2 separate regions of the Zea mays genome follow, and region 1 is linked to region 2. Evidence: chromatin contacts called from public Hi-C data. All regions are on one chromosome and are shown on one strand. Each heading gives the region's core, a stretch centred on a gene start, on an enhancer-like site or on the middle of the called end of the contact. The rest is flanking DNA. Distances are from core to core; before and after follow the strand shown.

Evidence for each region. A called contact is a pair of places that touch in the nucleus more often than the background predicts.
Region 1: a contact with region 2 is called in a Hi-C map of tassel, with 2.8 times the contacts expected there. The contact joins the promoter of LOC100280166 here to the enhancer-like site in region 2. A contact is called at or near these places in 4 of 25 Hi-C or Micro-C datasets (bundle sheath, ear, endosperm and 1 more).

Annotation. Positions count from the first base shown.
Region 1 is chr7:128,663,031-128,668,410 of Zm-B73-REFERENCE-NAM-5.0, reverse strand. LOC100280166 (Gamma-tubulin complex component 3) reads right to left here and starts at 3,621. Exons shown (of 2, transcript NM_001153098.1): 1 at 2,095-3,621; 2 at 1,468-1,986. The coding sequence starts at 3,389. The coding sequence ends at 1,737.
Region 2 is chr7:128,430,847-128,436,024 of Zm-B73-REFERENCE-NAM-5.0, reverse strand. No RefSeq gene overlaps it. Among protein-coding and RNA genes, the nearest start is that of LOC100276618, 83 kb to the right of the region's middle. Within about 2 kb of position 3,689, at least 17 of the 20 cell types and tissues checked have an H3K27ac peak or open chromatin away from gene starts, as enhancers often do. A contact at or near this core is called in bundle sheath, ear, endosperm and 1 more, where this site is marked.

The DNA of each region.
Region 1 (5,380 bases), core at 2,372-4,871, 230 kb before region 2:
TATCTGAGCTAGCAAAATAAGTGGCACAAGTGTTCCATTATATGCCATCATAATATACTTCCAGTAGACAATAAATCCAACCCGGCCTTTCTCCCTCTCTTCTTCTTGTACTAGCTGACCATTTTGAACATCTCCTTCCTCGTTATCGTCTTTCTTATCCCCCGCTATAAACAGGTTACTTTCATTGCCACCAGGATGAAATGTACTCTCAAAATTTTCAATAGGGCGCTCCAGCATATCTAAAGTTGATAAGGCATCTTTATGGGATGCAACTAATTCCAAGAGATCTCCAGATTTCTGAATTTCTCGACATACACAGAACTGGAGATATTCCATGCATGGTTAATCAATTTTAAAACTATGTGTTTTCTAAATTTCTAGACATACACAGATTAAGGGTATATTTGGTTCATTTGTACATTTCTAAAAATATTATTCTAGTTGTGAGCTGTGAAAAGACCGAGGTGAGCTAACAATAATGAAAAACTAAAATTTATTTAGTTAAAACAACTATCAACTATAGATTCTATAAGACTATGACAGTTTATAACATAGATGTCAGAAATCTGAAAAACCTAAGATAAGAGGTGATTCTAAATTGAACTATAAATTTGATTTTCAGGAATATATTTCGTTGTTGTACCCATTTGGTTAAGATTTCAGATTTTTGGTTCTGAATTTGATTCAGAAACCTGAACCAAACACACCCTAAGTATTGTTGGAAATTTCAGATTGTCACTTTAATTTAGCCTTGCAAACCTGTTATTTGGCACTTGTAAGTTACATTTTGCATAGATCATCCATTCATCCTCGGTTGGTGCTATACAATTAGTTTTATTCAATATAACGCTCAAGTATTTTCTCTACATGCAAATGTTTCAATTTAAGATCGTTGCTCACAATTTTGCACAAGAAATAGCAACCACTCCCAAAACTAACCAAATTTTTTGTATTTGACAAAGCTTGAACATCTGCAAATTCCCACGGATTTCTTCAAGTCTCCTTTTTCCGCATCCATTCAGTTGCATCATGCTCCAAGCAGGCCATTCAGTTGCATCATGCTCCAAGCAGGTCACTAGCTTATGGACACTGAGGTGATGTTTGCTTCACATATTTGTATTTGTAACGTGAGAGATAACTGGTGATAGATAACTGATAACGTTACCGTAATCGGATACCACACTAAAAATTAATATTGTTCTATTTTAGCTTATTATTACCGATACTCGAGTGTAAATCATTACCGTTGCTATTTACATTACATTTCTAAACCAAACTTCAAGATCAAAACAATGTAATGAGTTATCTGCTCTTGTAAAACTGACAATACAAACTGTTAAGGACAAATCTTCAAGACCTCCAGCTTTAATTCTCAAGAAATTAATAGAGAAAAAATAAATATTAAATTTACACCAGAACATCCATGAAAATCAAGATCAAAACAAACTTACAATTGTGTACAGAGTTGCATGAAATGCGTGGCTTTAGCCTCGTTGAATCGGCACATAAGCATCAGCATGCAAACAGCTGACAGAATCACCAGATTGTAGCATTGGCAATCCTCAGTAAAAGGGTATTCAGATCCTCTTCTACAGGAGGTGCAAGGAAAATGGAAGTGACCATTGCCAATCAAGCGACCAAGATCAATTAATGGGATATGGTATAAAAATAATGCTTTCCAAGTCCCAACCAAACGATCAATCTAACTCCTAGTTTTTCACATAAGCGGCTCACATTCATTTGTTGGAGGAAACACGACTGTAATATTCAGTGAAGTCAAGGCGGAAGAGAAGGAACTTCAAATCGACGTGCTGTTGCATGGGCAGCTGCGTAATAAAAGCATCAAGAGAAGCTGTATAATCCTTTGCGATGCTATCCAGGTCTTCACCCATTTTCCAGAAAAGTTCTCCAGCTAGTTGGATCATAGCTTTTCTGCCGCCATCAAACCATGAACCTGTATCCTTTGATTTTGATTTACCCTTTCCCCTGCAATAAAAATGAAACATTGGAGTAAAATGTAAATCAAACAGTAGGTATGAGATAAGCTTTAAAGTAAAGATGGAATCACAATATCTGATTCTGCAATAATCTAACCTTAGCTGCAACTCATATATCCTTTCAAACCATCGATCAGCATGGCTTCGAAACTGTAAAATAATGTCAAACAGTTCAAACAGATTCCTCAAAAGTCCTTGGGAATGTTCACCAAGCAGGGCCTTCTCCAGTATCGAGTTGAGATATTTATCGTGTGCTAAGAGAAGGTCATCTAAATCCTTTGCTGCATCCATTTCATCAGAAAAACGGGCCCACGAAACCTCCAGGACCTCAAACATAATGTAGTATTGGAAATTGGTCACAAAGTGATTCATCTCATTGAATAGAACTTGACATTTACGAAGAACTGATACAAATTGAGCTCTGATGCTTGTTCCTTCCTTGTAAAATGGAGAAGAAACAATGCAGTTAGGTTTCATAGTCTTCCACACTCCGGTAAGGGAGTGATCTACGCGTTTGAGCTTCCACAAGAAGTTGAAAACCTTGAGATACATCTTCATAACTGAAGCTGTGAACACAGTGTCCAGGGGGACCCTAGCATCATACTCCAAAGAGAAGACATCCCAGCCACGATCACCATCCCCATGATCCATCATCTTTACCTTTATCCGGTCCAAGATATCACAGTCATCATATTGTGCATTGGATGCTCGGATTGCAGTCTCAAGCAAGCCAGCCAATTGGAAGGAGCTAATCCTATTTGCTGGCTCTGATAACTCGGGGCCAACAACGTCCATAAGATACTGGACAAAATCACCCTGCCCAAGAAGCAAGTAACGCTTAATAGCAAGGCAGTGGTCCTTAAATCGGTACCGCTTATGAATGACATCCATCAAATGTCGATCAATCCTCTTGGCTGCCTCAACCACCAATGCCTCCAAAGCATCAGTCTCCCCATAACCAAGGCCACCCCGAGATGTTGTAGTGCCAACATATGCAGCAGCCTCGGCAGCAGCATCAGCCCAGCCACTATCGTCACAGCATACTCTAAGAAAGTTGATTGACTTGCCAGTTCTAAGAATCCGTTTTGCGAGCACTGGAGATATGAAAGCTGGAAGCATATCAGATTGAATAAGGTAGCCCTCCCGCCACAAAGATTCTGCTTTCACTGGCTGCCCAACGATAAAAAACTCTGCAAATACATCCTCCAATTCCCCTTCTAGCACCCAGCTCCTGACCATCTCAAACAACGGCGAGCACACCCGGCGCAGTAATCGGCCCATAAACTCCTGAAACATAGGATCTCCGTGTTGTGCGTGCCCATGGATCACACCAGCCATAGCACCACCCCTCAGTCCCCGGCATCCATCAACCAGAACAGCCATTAGGCGCATTCTCACTGCAGGCTCAGCAAGCCACACTGCAAGACGGCGCAGTGAGAGGTAATTACTGGACACACCTGAATCAGATCCAGGTGTGGGAATTGGATTCAATGAGTACGATTCCAGAACAGCCAGCAGCTTATAATAATCAGACAGCTCCTCCTGGAGCGCCGAGCAGAATGCCTGGGTAACAGTGCCCACCTCAGTGGCAGCATCTGAGGGCGAGCGGCTTATGTTGTCAGAAATGAAGCCCCGCACCTTGCTGAACAGCCAGCCAAGCTCGCATAGCTTGCGAACGAGGGTGCGCGTGGATCGCGGCACTCGAACACCGTCTGGAAGGTCGTAGGAGTCCACGGACTTGTCATAGCGCACGTAGCGGCCGTCGATGCCCTGGCACGCGTACAGCACGTCCCGCACAAGCGCGGCCTCCGACACCTCCGTCTCGTCGATCACCAGCTCGGTGTACTCACGCAGCGCGATCTCGCGGATGTTGTCCGGATCCTTGGAGACCAGCACCAGGCCGCCCGGCGGCGCCCCGTGCGTCCGCGAACCCGGCCTGACACCGGCGCCCGGCGCCGTCCCCGAGGTGGCATTCTGCGGTAGGGCGGCGATGGGAAGGTTTGGGAGGCACGAAGCCGCGGCGGCGGCGCGGTACTGCGAGGAGAGAGAGTCGAGCAGGTAGAGGAGCGGCCACAGCGACGCTGGGCGGGCACGGACGGAGAGCTTGGAGTGGAGGTCAGCGAATGAGAGCGCATCATCGGGGCGGCCCGAGGCGGCGAGGCGGCGCTTGATGGACTCCGCGAGCGCGTGCTCATCGGGGAGGACCGCGGGGGCGAGGCGGCTGGAGAGGATTCGGTGCGCGAACCGCAGCGCACCGCCCGTGTCGCGCCCGCCGCCGCGCCCGCCGGATTCGGCGGCGGAGAGGAGGCGGTGGACGAGCTCCTTGACGAGATCCTGGGTTTGTTGGTCCGTCATTGGTGCGGGCTGGGAGGATGGAGTGGAGCTAGGGTTCCGGCAATTGTGTGCGGGGTTTGGGAAATTTTGCGGGTGCGGTAGGCCGATAGCTAGTTCTGAGTGACAGGAAAAAAATGGTTACAAGCCGCTTGGCTCGTCGTAAAGCGTCCGTGTGGCATGACTGGTGTAGGATAAACCGAGACAAGATTTCAAACAATATACCAATATAACACCTTGCTTTACTAATTTATTGTAAATTTAGGGGCATACATGTCCAAAGGACGAGCTCAACAAAGTTTTATCAAGTATGGTGTTTGAATCCTTCTAATTTCCTTGTGAAGTGGATCTATAGTAATGAAATTGCGCATTAATGTTCTATATATTGTTAGGACACATAGGTTTTATGTCCTTAAAATATGTAGCCGTGGTAGAATATATGTAGCTTTTTCTGATTTTACGATATACCAACCTATACCTTTAGGGCATGTTCGGTTCCTAAGAAATGGTCATCTGTAACCATTCTTAGCCAGATTTTTTGTCTAATTTATATAGGGTTTGATCAATTGGATCAATCTTAGGGTGAATTCCGGCTCAAATGAACAGGTCCTTATCGATTTAGCTAGAGAGATGCGAGGAAAACATTTATTAGGGTGTGTTTGGTTTGACTTTTGACTTTGGCTTTTGTCCTCCTAAAAGCCAAAATCCAACCAAAGGGCTGGATTCAGAAAACAGTTTTTTCTAAAAGCCGACTTTCTCGTAGTGCAAATCTGAAAGCACCCCTGGACCTGCTTTTAGTGGCTTTTCGGATGGAACTGTGAAAACATATGTCGAAGAATTTTTAACGACTTTTAGTAGTTTCCACCAAACGGCTTTTAGCTTTTTAACAGCTTACAGCTTACAGCTTACAGCTACCTTTTCCACAGCTCACAGCCCACAACAACTTTTTTCACATACACAGCCCAACCAAACAGACCCTTAGTATTGTGGCTTTGGTGGCGGCGTAGACAGAATAGGGCAAATAGGAAGACACGTTAAAGGTGGCACTGGAG
Region 2 (5,178 bases), core at 2,440-4,939:
GTAATTCATGTTGTTTGCTGATAGGTTGGTCGCATTATTATGGCAGAGGTTGTGGTCGCATTATTATGGCGGGGTTGTGGGGCAATGAGAACAAATTGGTTTTATGTGGTGCATGTTAGTTGTGAAATGGTATTTGAAAATTTTATAGGAATCCAAAATCCTAAATCCAAATTGTATATTTAATAATTGGAAGCAGTTTCTCTTGGTAAACCTCAGCTTCGCTTCTTCATGTATATTGTTTTAAAAAAATGGTAGTTCAACATTTCGCTCTTTTGTAGTACCTAGAACAAAAGCTTACAAGCATATGTCAGCCTCATCTAGGTCATATTTTCCTCATTTTTTGCACATTGAACAGTTTATGGTTGAGTAGCCTAACAAGCCACATGTTCTGCATTCTAACACCATATGCAATTAAATAATCACGTTCCATTTCACCAAAAGACGTGAGCATGTAAACAATATCATAGAATGGGAATAAGATAACCAACAAGTACATAGTTTATTTGAAATCCTTATATGAATAAAGATTTATATTTTAAATCTTAATTAATAGGCCTTTTTTCCTTGACCTTGTCATATGAAATAATCCTCCTGCTTGTTAGGTATGACAGTGACTCAACTATCGGCCATAGATTATACATAGAAGATATAACAGTAGAATTGGAAGGGGAAGGGTGGACGTTTGACAAGACCAATTACCAATATTTACTAGGAAACAATTGCAACTAATCTTGACGAGTTTCTTGAAATATTAGTAAGGGTTTCTGCTTATATATATTTGATGTGCACTTATATTTTTATTAATGTGGTTGACATAAAATCCTAACAGGAGAAGTTATCTAGAAAGGGTTGTGTTGAATCTGCCATTGTAGAGCCATCTTAAGACAGACATTATTCCAGATGTGGAGAAGTTTCAAATTATAGACCCTAGCTGCTATGTTTTCTAAGTTCCTATTTATTTCCACCTATACTTTTTGTAATTAGTATGAGAGATTTAAATATGTATGTTAGCTGAATAGGCAAATAGAAATACCAGAGGTTTTCCTCATGGGAGCATGTATGGATGGCCCCATTATAAAAATGAAAAACATCAGAAGCATAAGCCTTAATATTTGATGCCAATATCTCCCATGTTTTGAATTGCATTTTTTATGTAACTGAGCCACTAACAAATGAAATACATGGATCTATTAGGTTGGTTTGTAACTTCGTATCAAAACATGTACTTTTTTTGTTGCAAAAGAACACACGTATTGGGATGAAAATTGACATAGCATACAATGTAGGATAATCCGAACTATTTTTAGGTGCCTTTTGCAACTGTCTTCTACCAGAGAGCATGCGGCTTGAGTCAACTGAGACAAAGCATCTTGCAGACTATCGTTTCTCAGGTAGGTTCTATCGTTCTCTATTTCCTGTCATAACTGGTGGTTTCTCATGCTATTTATAATGACAATACCAGATACTTTGATCTTCTTCCTTTCATTTTTCACATCTGTATATTGCACTATAGTCCAATCTGGTGTGCACTATTGTTATCCAGTCTCATGTCGTATTGCTGTCTGAATTTAGATGGTTCCAACACCACCAGCAATGGTAACTTTGACGGAGATGACATGGAACAAAAACACCTGCTTCTGATGTCTTGTGTTGGTGAAGACACAATTGTAAAAGAAGTTCACATATGAATGTCTGGCGAAGCCTTGTAGTGAGTTCTCTCTGTATTCTAAAACGTTATGGGTTTCAACACTCATTGTGCAGCTTGTCATTCATTATGTGCATTGTCAGTGTATTTTAAAAATGTAATGAGCCATTTCTATTGTACTCTGAAATTTTGTGTACATTGTGGGTAATCCACATTCATGACTGGTTCATTTCACTTGTACCACAGTCCACATGTAATTACCTTGCTCTTTGCTTTGTCCTTTGAATGGGGTAAAGCCGGATCTGATAATAGAATACATAGCCTGTTTGAGAGAGCTCTAGCTGATGATAAGTTGCAGAAGTCTGTCCTGTTGTGGCACTGTTATCTCGCCTGAGGCAGAAATAACCCTGCAACTCTTTTGTAGCACGGCGTGTGTTCTTTAGAGCTATACATGTCTATCCATGGTATAATGCTGACATGTTTGATGATGGTGTGGTTTTGTCTCCCTTGCATTGCAGCCTTCTACTTAACGTTGTTCTATAGTCAATTGAATAAAAAAACAAGTTATTTGTTGCAATGACATTTGATCTACAATTTCTCCTGATACCGGACCATGAAGAAGTTAATATTGTTAGATGGTGGTATTTTCTTTTTAGATACCGTTGCAACGCACGGGTATTATCCTAGTATATTTATATTAGACTAAAATGAAAGATACTTAGATAAACTAAATTCTCCTTGGATTGAATTATATAGAAGAATTATGATAAAACTATTTCTTAATATATAATCTACAATATAAATTATATTTCCCTAAAATTCATAAGATGTGAACTATTCTCTATTTCATGATTGGAATCATGTATAAAAGAACTAAAATAAAACAAATATATAAAAAATATAGTTTTGCATTCATGTCAGTGTTTTATTTGTGCATCTAAAAGTAAAAGTTTGGAATTCAAACTTGAGTTTGATTTGAATTTAAAATAGAAATTAGAAAATAAAAAAGACTTACCTCAAGCCTGGGCCGATTTTGCCATCGGTTGCCCTAGCTAACCGCGCGTGCCCACTCCTCTGGCACTGGCTCACGGGGCCATGCCGTCTGAGGTCACCACTACGCCGGCCCATCCTAGTGGGGTGGTGCCGACATGTGGGGTCCTCGCGTCATCCGGATCCACTTCCGCCTCTCTCGCCTGGGTGGCTGACGCGTGGGCCACCCCTGTCGGGGTTATCTCCTACTCCGGATCCGCGCGCTGAACCAAAACTACCCGGCCGGAGCTCACGAGTTGTTGGAACCGAGCGCCCATAATCCTCGCCCCGTGTATAAGAAGTAGGGACACCGCCCTGAAGCTGCGTCTCAAGTCACCAAGAAAGCTCGGACGTCAAGAGCTTGGAGTTTTGGGAGAAAACTAGAGTCATGCCATGGGAGAGAGAGAAAATGGTGTAGCCGCCATGGTTCCATGCCCCCACGGACGTTCGGTGTACACGACCTAGTCGCGGGTGGTCGCCATGGCGTGAGGAGTCCATCACGGGCATCGATTTGGACAATGCCGGCCTCATTTGCCTGTGGATTGCTCGTTGGATGGACAGTATGCGTCTATGCTGTGCCTGGGATATCCCAGTGTTTGCCCTAGGTAAGTAATCTCCTCTGCTGTTCCGTCATACCCTCAGCTGCCTCTAGCTCTAGCCGCGACCGCATAGGAATACCTGGGCATCGGCTTGGCCTTCTCTGGCGCAACTCCACCGGGGAGGGAATGCCACCACCACTACTGGGTTCTGGGAGGAAGAAGATGAATCGGTGACCGTTGAATTTAATTGGGTGGATAGGATTAAAAGATCGTGTTCCTGTTCGCTTAATAGCATCCACGGCGTTGAAATTAAATCAGGTGGCCAACGTTGTACCACGAGTGTTTAAAATCTACACCGTCGCTTGGATGATGTGCGGCTCGTATCGCGTACCGCTTCGGTATGCGGTAGACCTAATCTGATCTGTTGATCGTGTAGTGGACGACGTGGATTAGGTCGCGCATACCCCTTCACGCGATTTAATCTAGGTCGTTGAATCAGATCGGATGGTCCTGGATGCTCGATACCCCCCTTCAGCCCAACACTATTGCATAAGAGCCCCTGATCTTCACAGTAATCAACCCGCCGTCCTCGACTAATGTAAAGTAATTGCTATTGAGCCCTGGATATTTATAAACTAGCCTCTGTGCTCTTTAGAAATAGAAACAGCAGTCCACAACCCTTGTCTTCAGTAAATAGAATTTTAGAAAAATGATTTATAATATAGAATAATTTTAGATAATTCATAACTTATGCGTTTTTACTTCGATTTGACCCATTCAAGTTACGATAGTCTCATAATTAAAATACCTACGCATTAATAGCCTTAATTTTGTCATATCACATACTTTTATAATTAGGAAACTAGTTCTTATTGCATTAGCCTCTCTAATATTAATATAATATTCTAATCTTATAGATATAGTTTGACTAAAAGATAACCCACAATCAAGTAATGACTTGAATTAAAGTTGAGCGAAGATAGTTATATATTTTCTCATATAACTTATATTAATGAAATATAGTTTCATTATCTAAGCACATGAAACATCGGAAAAAGCATAACTTTATAACCATAGCTCTGGATTTAGTGATTCTTGAACCCACAATCTCGTAGAGATGCGTAGATTATTATTATGCAATTTGTGCTTATGTTGGGTGTAATGTTAATTTTGCTTATTGATAGTCGCCTAGAGGGGGGGTGAATAGGGCGAAACTGAAATTTACAAATATAAACACAACTACAAGCCGGGTTAGCGTTAGAAATATAAACGAGTCCGAGAGAGAGGGCGCAAAACAAATCCCAAGCGAATAAGTAAGTGAGACACGGAGATTTGTTTTACCGATGTTCGGTTCTTGCAAACCTACTCCCCGTTGAGGAGGCCACAAAGGCCGGGTCTCTTTCAACCCTTCCCTCTCTCAAACGGTCCCTTGGACCGAGTGACCTTCTCTTCTCAAATCAAAGCCGGGAACAAAACTTCCCCGCAAGGGCCACCACACAATTGGTGCCTCTTGCCTTGATTACAATGGAGTTGTGATCTCAAGAACAAGTGAGAAAGAAAAGAAGCAATCCAAGCGCAAGAGCTCAAATGAACACGGCAAATCACTCTCACTAGTCACTAGGGCTTTGTGTGGAATTGGAGAGGATTTGATCTCTTTAGTGTGTCTAGAATTGAATGCTAGAGCTCTTGTATAGTTGAGAAGTGGAAAACTTGGATGCAATGAATGGTGGGGTGGTTGGGGTATTTATAGCCCCAACCACCAAATGTGGCCGTTGGGAGGCTGTCTGTTCGATGGCGCACCGGACAGTCCGGTGCACACCGGACAGTCCGGTGCCCCTTGCCACGTCATCACTGCCGTTGGATTCTGACCGTTGGAGCTTCTGACTTGTGGGCCCGCCTGGGTGTCCGGTGCACACCGGACAGGTACTGTTTGCTGTCCGGTGTGCCAGCATGGGCGATTCTGCT